Linked DNA regions of Mus musculus: regions 1 and 3 are each linked to region 2. The links are chromatin contacts, called in public promoter capture Hi-C maps. All regions are on one chromosome and are shown on one strand. The core of a region is the stretch at or near the end of the contact, and the rest is flanking DNA. Distances in the headings are between cores, read along the strand shown. Region 1 holds the start of 4931414P19Rik (RIKEN cDNA 4931414P19 gene). Region 2 holds the start of Ap1g2 (adaptor protein complex AP-1, gamma 2 subunit). Region 3 holds the start of Slc7a8 (solute carrier family 7 (cationic amino acid transporter, y+ system), member 8).

The links. Promoter capture Hi-C pulls out the DNA fragments that hold promoters and counts their contacts.
Region 1: a promoter capture Hi-C map of hippocampal neurons shows a contact between it and region 2, with 4 times the contacts expected there. The contact joins the promoter of 4931414P19Rik here to the promoter of Ap1g2 in region 2. A contact is called at or near these places in 5 of 39 promoter capture datasets (the C10 cell line, cranial neural crest, hippocampal neurons and 2 more).
Region 3: a promoter capture Hi-C map of stem cell-derived epiblast-like cells shows a contact between it and region 2, with 2.4 times the contacts expected there. The contact joins the promoter of Slc7a8 here to the promoter of Ap1g2 in region 2. A contact is called at or near these places in 9 of 39 promoter capture datasets (3T3-L1-derived adipocytes, the SN4741 cell line, cranial neural crest and 5 more), 5 of 484 Hi-C or Micro-C datasets (cortical neurons, embryonic stem cells and ventral hippocampal neurons), 3 of 115 datasets of contacts at active chromatin or transcription factors (bone marrow-derived macrophages, large pre-B cells and memory CD8 T cells) and 1 of 9 other capture datasets (adipose tissue).

The regions. Positions count from the first base shown.
Region 1 is chr14:54,604,621-54,607,719 of GRCm38.p6, forward strand. It overlaps 4931414P19Rik (RIKEN cDNA 4931414P19 gene), which reads right to left and starts at 1,288. Exons shown (of 7, transcript NM_028890.2): 1 at 1,183-1,288.
Region 2 is chr14:55,105,292-55,108,662 of GRCm38.p6, forward strand. It overlaps Ap1g2 (adaptor protein complex AP-1, gamma 2 subunit), which reads right to left and starts at 1,302. Exons shown (of 22, transcript NM_007455.5): 1 at 1,217-1,302; 2 at 634-838; 3 at 15-139. The coding sequence starts at 837. Jph4 (junctophilin 4) reads right to left here. Exons shown (of 6, transcript NM_177049.5): 6 at 1,535-3,104. The coding sequence ends at 3,021.
Region 3 is chr14:54,780,140-54,783,276 of GRCm38.p6, forward strand. It overlaps Slc7a8 (solute carrier family 7 (cationic amino acid transporter, y+ system), member 8), which reads right to left and starts at 1,747. Exons shown (of 11, transcript NM_016972.2): 1 at 1,041-1,747. The coding sequence starts at 1,188.

The sequences.
Region 1 (3,099 bases), core at 38-2,537, 500 kb before region 2:
TCCTGGGTTTTGCGTTTGCCTCCTCTTGCCCCTACCCCAAGTACCCCTCCCAGGACCCCACCCCCACCCCCGTTCAGTAACTGGACTAGAATATTGTCTCACACACTTTCCCAGATGTGGAGTTTTCCAAACAAATCCCAACCAATAAAAGGTCACTTTGTCAAAATGCCAGGAGATTCCCTTCTGGTACCTCCCCCCAAAACTACTCATAAAGGCTAAAATATACACAGTTGCATGTTTAGGAAGGAAAACCAATAAAAAACCAAAAGCATTTAAAAAGTCACTAAAAGGCTCTGGACTACACACTCAGTCCCCGTCCCCCCCACTTCGTTTGCCAAACACACTGACTGCAGGCTTTGGGGCAATTATTTAATTATTCACTAATCTGATATAAAAAGAAGCAGAAAAGAAGGTAAATTCCAATAGGATGAAAGTTCTTAAGTATGCTAAGTGCAGGATTTCCTCTACGCTTTACTTTGCATTTGAAATCCTGTTTTGATCACATTTGGGAACACAGAGGGGAAAAAACATCCTAAGGTCTATTTTACACACATAAAATCAAATGAAAACACTTTAAAAATAAAATCCGATAACAGCACATATACACATACTTTACATAAATACAAAGAATAAACCACAAGATGAATCCATACGAAATGGTATGTTTTAAGTGTACATACACACAAATGTCCTCATGAAATTGTGTGTGCAAAACACTGTGAGAGAGCTTTCCCTTCTCTCCTGGGAAATGAGTGTCCCAATTAAAATAACCCAGTATATTTAATCTATTGGCCTGTCACACTCGCTGCTACATTGCTGCTACAGCACTTGGTTTTGGTTCTGAGTGAGTGTGTCTAAAATACATGCCAAAGGCTTTGTGAGGGCACCTCAAATCTCTCTGTTGCCTGTGGTAGAAATTCACATTATCGCTTTAACCCGATTAAAAACAAATCTATACTTCCCCAAGCGACTAAAATTTAAATCCTTCAACCACAAAATTTACCAATTCTTAAAATGTGATCCAAAAAGAAAAAAAAAATCTGTAAATTGGTCTGGGAACAGTTGCACACGGCTTCTCAACTTGGTATATTTTTAAACCTCGACCAGGAAAAAGAAAGAGAAAGAGAGACAGGAAAAGAAATGGGGAAAAGAGCAAATTCCCCTTAGCAACAGTTTCCTCACCCCAGCACTGCCACAGATCTCTATTTTTAAAAATTTGGAAAACGCACACAAGATGAAGGAGGAAAAAAAATGGAAAAAGGATACTCGAAGGTCGTATGGCTCTTTGTATTCGTGTGTGTGCAAAAAAGGAGGACTCGCGGAGCCGGAGCTCACAAGCCCCGCCCCTTCCCGGCCGCCCGCCCGGATTGGCCGCCGCCCGCCCCGCCCGCAAGCACACGCGCCGCACCCGAGGCGCCCGTCCGGGGGGCCCCCGAGGGCCGCGAGCTCCCGGACCTGGCCGATGCGCCCACTGCCCTTCCCTTTCTCCTCGCTGTCCGCTCATCTTTCCCGTCTCGTTCTCCCTCCCCGCCCCCCAAGCCAGGCTCAGAAGAACCACCCTGTGAGTGAGCGCCCTCTGACATTGCTAAGCTGGGAGAACTAGCGAACTTGGGACCTCTTAGGCTGATTGAGCGTCAGGTTTGGGGGGCGAGGCCCTCCAACCCTTGGTTTCCCAGGCCAGTGTCTCTGGGTCACACAAGTTGTCTAGCAGCCCACCTTTACATGAACATCTATGAGTGTAACGTTGTTCAAGTGAGAGGCTAAGTAGCCTTACACTTGGGGCTTGTTTTTGCACAGCCTGAGCCAGGCTCCCCTACTAGGCTAAAACCACATTCTGAAGAAACCAAAATGTCTCCCTCACACACCCTGCATGTAGACCATTGCTTAAACCTCGATTTTAAGCAGTCCATAAACCGGTCTCACTGCACCTTTTTATTATAAAACGTTTGCGCGAACACACACACACACACACACTAACATACATACATACATACGTGTGTGTGTGTGTGTGTGTGTGTGTGTGTGTGTGTGTGTGTATTTTTTCTTTTGGTGGGGGCACTCGCGTGCCGCAATGCAAAGTGTGGCAATTAGGGGACAACTTGTGCCAGGTGTGGTGGCGCATGCCTTTAATCCCAGCACTCGGGAGGCAGAGACAGGCGGATTTCTGAGTTCGAGGCCAGCCTGGTCTATAAAGTGAGTTCCAGGACAGCCAGGGCTATACAGAGAAACCCTGTCTCAGAAAAAAGAAAAAAAAAAAAAAAAAAAAAAAAAAGAATAGGGGACAACTTGCAGGAATTCTCTCCACCTAGAGGGTCTGAAGGATCAAACTCAAGTCCACAGGGGTTTGGCAGCCTTCACCAGTGTCTCTGCTGGACACTAAGTTCTCTTTCTCCCCCCCCCCTCTCCCTCTCCCTCTCCGTCTCTCTCTCTCTCACCTATTTATTTATGTTTTAATATCTGAAACCCATGACCCTTCTCAAGTCTTCTTTCTAGGACTTCCTGCCTTTTCCTCCTCACTCGAACCCCTGACCTATGAGTTTATAAAAGAAAATGAAAAGAACTCTAAAAATGGTGATGCATGCTTTAACCACATTAAAAGAAAAAGATGTGTTCCCGTTTCTTTTTCCCTCTTGTTCTGGAAGCAGTTTCTATGCTTCTGGCTGTGGCCTGGCTGTGTTGAAGAGGAGACTGCAGACGTCTCCAGCTTTGCACAGCAATGTTGACATGGCTTCTTACAGAGGGTAAGCGACTGTGACAGTACAGGGGCACAACACACAGAGGCATGTGTCATTATGTGTGGCCGGAGGATGGCTCTGTCTCCAGGGGAACAGGCTTCACTGGGCATTAGCTTCTACTCCCAGTCACCGTCCTCAGTCTCCGTATGCCTCCTCGCCAAAGCCTCCTGGTCCAGCTCTGCCTGTCAGTGTCTCTATCCATCTTTCCCTGCTGCATCCAGTAACAGTCTCCCGGTTTCCCTCCATTACTTTCCTGTTCCTCTCTCTGGTCTCAGTCCTTGTAGCTTCCTTTCTCACACTTATTGCCTCTGTGATTCCAGCTTTCTGGGTACCTCAGAGGGAGTGATAACTTCTCCTTGTTACA
Region 2 (3,371 bases), core at 52-2,551:
CAGAACCCTCTCACTTCTTGATGCTGTTGGTGATGAGCAGATGGGAATCGTGCCTCTCATCCAATAGAAGCATGGCCCCAAGGTAGCCCACCCTCTTGTCTGTGAATCTGGGGGAGGCGATCAGTTTCAGGCACTCCATCTATAGGGAAGGAGGCAGACCAGGAGGGCAGTGTGAAACCACAGGGCACTAACTTCCGGGCTACAATCTCCTTTAGGCCAGATTAACTTGTGAGGGATCATATTTCATCACTCTCTCTGTAACCAGAAGCTTAAGTGTGGATCCAGATGACAGCAGGCAGGTTTCAGGGACCTGTGTAGGAGTGGAGTCTGGAAAGGGGATGGGGAGGTGCTGAACGGGGCTGGCAAGAAATCACTAGTAGGGTGATAAAAGGTTCAGAAACTAAAGGATTTAGCTGGGTAGGGCGGGGCATGCCTGAAAGTCCCTACACTGAAACGGAGGCAGGGTTTTCTCGAGTTCCCAGTCCGGGCTATAGAGAACCTGTTTCGAAACAAAAAAACTGGAGGAAAAAAACAAAAACAAAAACAAAAAAACAAAAACCACAGCCTGGGTACAAACACAAAGGGGCGCACTGGCCATCTTCCTCAAAATTTGTAGCCATCCCAGGCCAGTACCTGTCCAAAGTGGGCGGGGTAGCCCAACATGTGGACGTAGAGCAGTTTGGCCAGCTGGCGATGCCTCTGCAGGGGATCCCCATCGCGGAAGGAGGCCCGAATTTGGGCGCACTCCTTCTGGATCACCTCCCGTTCCTGGGCCTGCGTCTTGGCCCCGCGAATCTCTTCGATTAGGTCCTGAAGTCTCAACGAATGCACCACCATCCTGGGGACAGAGCCCGGGAGTTGAAAAGACTTTATTTCAACACGTTCTAGCCGGTTGGATAGAATTGCCTTGTGCCAAGATCTCGAAGGGATTGCGTCCCACCGCCGCCCTAAAACTGTGCCCACTTTTACCTCCCACATGTACCCGGGGGCCACCCTCCCGCCTCGCAAGGACATCCCCACTACGCATGCGTCCTTGCTCCACCCTGTGGCTGTTTCTACTGAGCCTGCGCTACAGACCAGTCTATTTCTCGCTCTTCTTCCCGGACCAGTTTCTCCTCTCTAGTTTTCCTTCTGGTTCTCTGTACTATTCCCTTCGCGAGATTTCTTGCCCCCATTCCCACTTCAGAAGGCACTAGTTTCCCAGTCCCAAGCTCACCTGGCTTCGGTGTCAACTTTGCTCCTCTACCCCCCACCCAGCACTTCCTGGTATGGGACAGAGCTGGGGTTGGTGCTCGGTTCGGGGCCCTTCCCTCTTCCCCGCCTCTATCACGGGACCCCGCCCCTCTAGGGCCTCCCTGCTGAGTCGTCTTGACATTTCTGACCTCTGGCCTGTCTCTGGCACTTTGGTAAAGGAGCCTAGAATTGTTCCATGATTGTGGCTCCCCCAGGGGCCTCACTTTTCATCCACCCCACCAGGTGGCACTCAGAGAGCTTGAGTCAGAAGCCATCGCACCCCAAAGGAGATGACAGTCCCCCCCTTTTTGGAACTTTTTTATTAATATACTTTTTTTTGTTAAATTTCTTTGTTATTTTTTTTTTCCTGCAAGACTTGATGTTGGCGGCACTGTTGTATAACTTCAATCCCAAATTCCATGAAATAGAAATCAGAAGTAAAGATTGAGAAGGAAGGAAGGAAGGGAGGCAGGAGGAAGGCAGGCCAGGGAGTAAACAGAGGTTGACTAGAAAAATAAGAAGAGTGTGTGTGTGGTGGGCATTCCTGGGCAAGGCCATTCCTTGAGGAAGGGATTGATTGGCAGGCAGCTTGCCTCTGCCTCATGCAGGGTAGGAAAGTCCCCCGGGGTTCCACAGTCCCCTCTTGTACAGCTTTCTGTCCCCAGAGGGAAAGTTAGTCCCAGGGATCAGCCATAATCTCAAACAGGCTCTCCCCCCAACTCTCGTCCGGGGTTGACACCCACCTCTGCCCTGCCCTGTGTGGGGCAGCGGCTTCCTCTGATTCCCCGTTAGCTCCCATCTCGCAGGAGTCTACGCGAGGGGTTAGAAACTAGACTTGTGACAGCATCTGCTGCCCTTCAGCCCTCAACGTGTTCGCCCCACAACTGTCAGAGCTGAGGACTGGGGTCCTCGCTTGCTGCAGCGCCTCTAACCCTCTGCAGAAATGTCTTCTTCAGTCCCCTTAGGAATTTAATCAAAGGCCACAAGTGAGTCCAGACCAACCAAATAAATTTTCAGGGGGGCAGAGAAGGGTAGAGAGGTGAGTGGCAGAATCTGAAGAGGGGCGGGCTTGGTTGCACCAGATGGTTTTTCGTTGCTTTTCTCAATACTCTTGGCTTGGCGTGCCATCCTTGGTGGTTGGGAGAGGGACTGGTTGAGGAGGGCAGGAGAGGGAGCACGGGGAGTTTCCTGTTGTTCGCTCCCCTTTTCTCCCTCAGGGAAGATCAAAGTAGGCAAGAACTTAGGTAGGTTCTGGGAGGTAAGAGTGGAGGGTACTTTTCCTGCAGCTTTCCCTTGGGGCCAGTGAGCCCCAAGTGGCTCAGGCAGTGCCTTGTCTGGCCACCCAATCACTTCTTATGCATTTCCTTTCTCCCCTCCACTCAGATTCCAGGAGATTCCTCAGGACACCAAACCCCCACCCTTGGTGAAGTTTTGATTCAAAGAAAAGGTTGGGGAGGACATGGGGGGGGGCAATGGTCTGACTTAGATTTGTGTATCTCAGAGGAGAGAGCAACTCTGAGAGAGAACAGCCCTTCATATGTAAACAATCTAGAGAGAGAAGGGGTCAGGGTGGGAAAGAAAAACCAGGAAGACCAGAGACGGGTCCAGAATAAATGAGACCATCTCAAAGAATAGAGGGAAGGAAGAAGCGAGAGACCAAAAGAAAGGGGCCCCGGAGATAGGGGAAAACACAAGTGGGTGGAGGAGGAGAGAAGAGAAGGCAGGTCGAAGGTCAGAGTGGGTGCAGAGGCAGGCAGCCAGAACCCGAAGGAAGCCAGGATGTTGCCTCAGGTGAGGAGCTGGGAGAACAGGAAGGCCAGGCTGAGGTCCAGCAAGGCCACGGCTCCCACCACCAGGGGGTTGGCAGCTCCCTAAAGAGACAGAGAGTGAAGCAGATTCAGTCCCGGAAGGCAAGCATAGGTCCCACCTCCCTGCTCTGGCTTTATCAGCAAAGCTGAAGGGTCCCAGACACCTCCCCACACAGGTGAGAGCAGAGGAACACACCCTTGTTTCAGGCTCTGAAGGACCTCGCTTCTATGCAGGGCCCTGCCCTCATACTCTGAAGATAGCAGGCAGTGCCTCCACCCACCCACCACCACCACCGCCGCCGCTCTCCCCATCCCTCAGTGTATCATGTG
Region 3 (3,137 bases), core at 497-2,996, 320 kb before region 2:
TTCCCTGGGACAAAGCCCTCCACCAAAGATAGCAGACCAAAGCCCCCTTTGGGAGAGAGGGCAGTGATGAGCCACAGCCCAGCACCCATTTGCAGGGCTTCCTTGCAAAGACAAGAGTGTCCTACGTAGGCAAGGGAGTTGTCTCTGGAAGCCCGAGCCTTGCACATGTGCTCTTGGGAAGCGAGACCTATACTGGTTCTCTCTGGATCACCCAGCTCCTCTCCTAAAGAGCTTCCAAGCCAGAGCACACATTTCACCCATGAATTCCTCCTGTACCCCACAATCTACCACCTCCCAGTTCCCGCTAAGAACCTCACAGGGTCTTCTGTGGGTGTTAACAGACAGGCGCCCCCAACTAGGTAACCAGAAAAAAACAAAAAACAAAAAAACAAAAACAAAAAAACCTGGAAAACTCCATTTCAAGAACACAGTCAAGTCAGCTGGTTCTCCCTTCCATATTTTCCTCATCTGAGACAGCTCGGCTGTCACATCTGTTTCACAAGTGCTTCATAGGATGGGCCAGCCTATGAAGAACCATGATTATAAAGCATTTTTATTACTGTTTTTTTACTATTCGAGGCATTACACACCACAGTGCTTCATAACATAAGACAACATAATACTAAATATGCTTCAAACACAGATTCACAGCCTGCAGAGGGTGGCTGCACAGAAGCTAGTTAAAAATCCATGTGTCAGCCCGAATTAGGCTCTCCTGGATCAGAACTGCCTAGTGACAAGCCGGAAAGAATTTGTTACACTTCTAATAAATTCCCAGGCAATACTTGGGACGCAGAGCCTGTATGGTTCCTGACTCTTGTTTGTTCTATTCTAAGGAGAGAACAGCTCAGCCTGGCTTGGCTGAAGCGATGTATGACAGACATCACTTCCATAGCTCCGACTTGACCGGTGCAGTTGGACAACACAAGTCACAGACAAAGCAAAGCTGCCTTTGAGGCTTTGGCGGGGTTAAAGTCCCTCGAAGGACCCCCGGAGAGAGGGTGGGATGGCGCCGGGGGCCGCAAAGGACCTGGACTCACCTACAATGATACCACAGGCGCTGACCAATCCGATCTCTTTCTTCAGGGCTACTCCGCCCCCTCCCGAGCTAGCCTCGGCCTCAGGGCTGGTGTCAGAACCCGGGTGGTTCTTCGCGGTGTTGTTTCGCTGGCGGGCTCCCTTTTCCATCTTTCTCCGTAGGGTTCCGACCACCCAAAGCGAAAAAGAGCAGTCTTTTTCTAAACGCTCGTGCGTGTAAACGTATAGATATGTGGAAAAACAGAGTTTCCAATTAGAACGCCCTTTTCCGAAAACAGAGTGCGCTCCTACCCTCTAAAAGTGACAGCAAATGAGAGTCACACGTGTCACTGCCTAACAAACAAGGGCCGTGTTTTTAAATGGAAGGCAAAGAATATATATATATATAAATACAAAAATAGAACTGTACCAGCGACTCCAGCTGGAATTCTCCGGAAAGCGTTTATCTTCAGAAGCCCAGGATCGCTCTGCTCGGTGTACCGGGCGGCGGCTTGCTCTGGTCAGGATTTCCCTGCAGCCCTCCTAATGAAACAGATCGCCTCCACCTTCCCTTAAGTCTCTTCTACGATGAGGGTAAAAGTAGTTCTTCTTAGCTGAGGGAGCGGAGGAGGAGCCGTGCTCAGGTACTTTCTTGCTCGCCGGCTCTGGATCAGGTTTCCACCTGCTGCGGTCGCCCCTTCCTTCTCGCCCTTGTCGGCTCCGAGCTCCGTGCTCACTCCGCAGATCGCTCCATCTGTGAGGGCAGGGTGGCTGCTGCGCTCGCGAATGTGCTTCCCTTTCGGCTGCGGCGTTTATTTGCGGACCGAGGCTCCGCCCCCCACCTCCTCCATCCTTAAGCCGCATCTCCTCCCTCTTCTTCTATTTAATTATTAGTACCCCCTACCCCCAAAGATCACGGAGGAAGGGGCTTAAAACATTTTCTTTTCTTTTCATAGTGGGAGCAAGGGAAGGGTGGGCCGCAGGGGGAAGTCACTAGCCAAGGCTTCATCTCAGGTCGCACAGCATTTGTGAACTCTATAAGGGCACACGGTTCTGCGGGCTTCTAATGCCTTCAGAAACACACTGGCCAGTGTACTAAGATGTTTAGGTGTGGATCATTTGAGGACAAGGTCGAGAAAGCTGCAGAGATATTGCCATCAAGCTGTTTCATGAAATAGGGGGTGGTTTTGGTGTGTGTGGGGGGGGGCAATGTGGAAGAACTTTAAGCTGAAGAGTTTCTTTTAGGGACTGTCATGAAAGCTAAATAAAATTATGAAGAATATGGGGTAGTTGCAACGTTTTTCCGAAGCAGGATAAGGAGGATTCTGGCCTGCCCCATGACCCCTAATATTTTATCACAAATTATTTGAACTTCAGACAGGAGGTCGTGAGCCCCTCACCGATCATGAAACAGACGTGTTGATGCTAAGAATGGTAATGGTTAAGAATATTAACATTGCACCCCCATTTCCTTGAAGAATGTAATTCAAAACAGTTGCTCCACCTCAAGAACTGTGTCTATTTCTAACTGTAAAGTGCTTTGAAGAAAACAACAACAACAAAACAACCATGAAACAATATTATAGACCATGCTGAAAAACTAAAGTTTTTTTTTACATAGTCTATACAAAATGATTTGATTTTAAAATGAGTCTAAAAAATAAAATTCCAAAGGGCCTGGTGGCACACACATCTTTAATCCGAGCACTTGGGATGCAGAGGCAGGCAGATCTCCTTGAGTTTAAGGCTAGCCAGAGGTCCAAAGTGAAATTCTGTCTCAATAAGACAAACTAAATTCCCCAATCTGACCACTAATTACGCAAATTTGGCTTCACTCATTTTTTTAAGAAAAACACTAAAAAACTTGGACTTTTCAAGAAAATAAAAAAGTTAAGCCCTTTAGGAATGGGGTTGGCTAAGCTATCTAGAACGGCTCTTCCGGATAGGGTAAAGTCCAGACAATGAACGGTCTCCCTTCCCGCCTGCCCCTTGCTCACCCTACTCAGCAAGTATCAAGAGGTTTCAAAGGTTGAGATCTCAACTCCTTCTCCTTTTGCTGCTCTAAGATACAGCAGATTGAAAGCCTCAGCAAAAAGAGAAGAGAGTGGGGGATCGTGTAA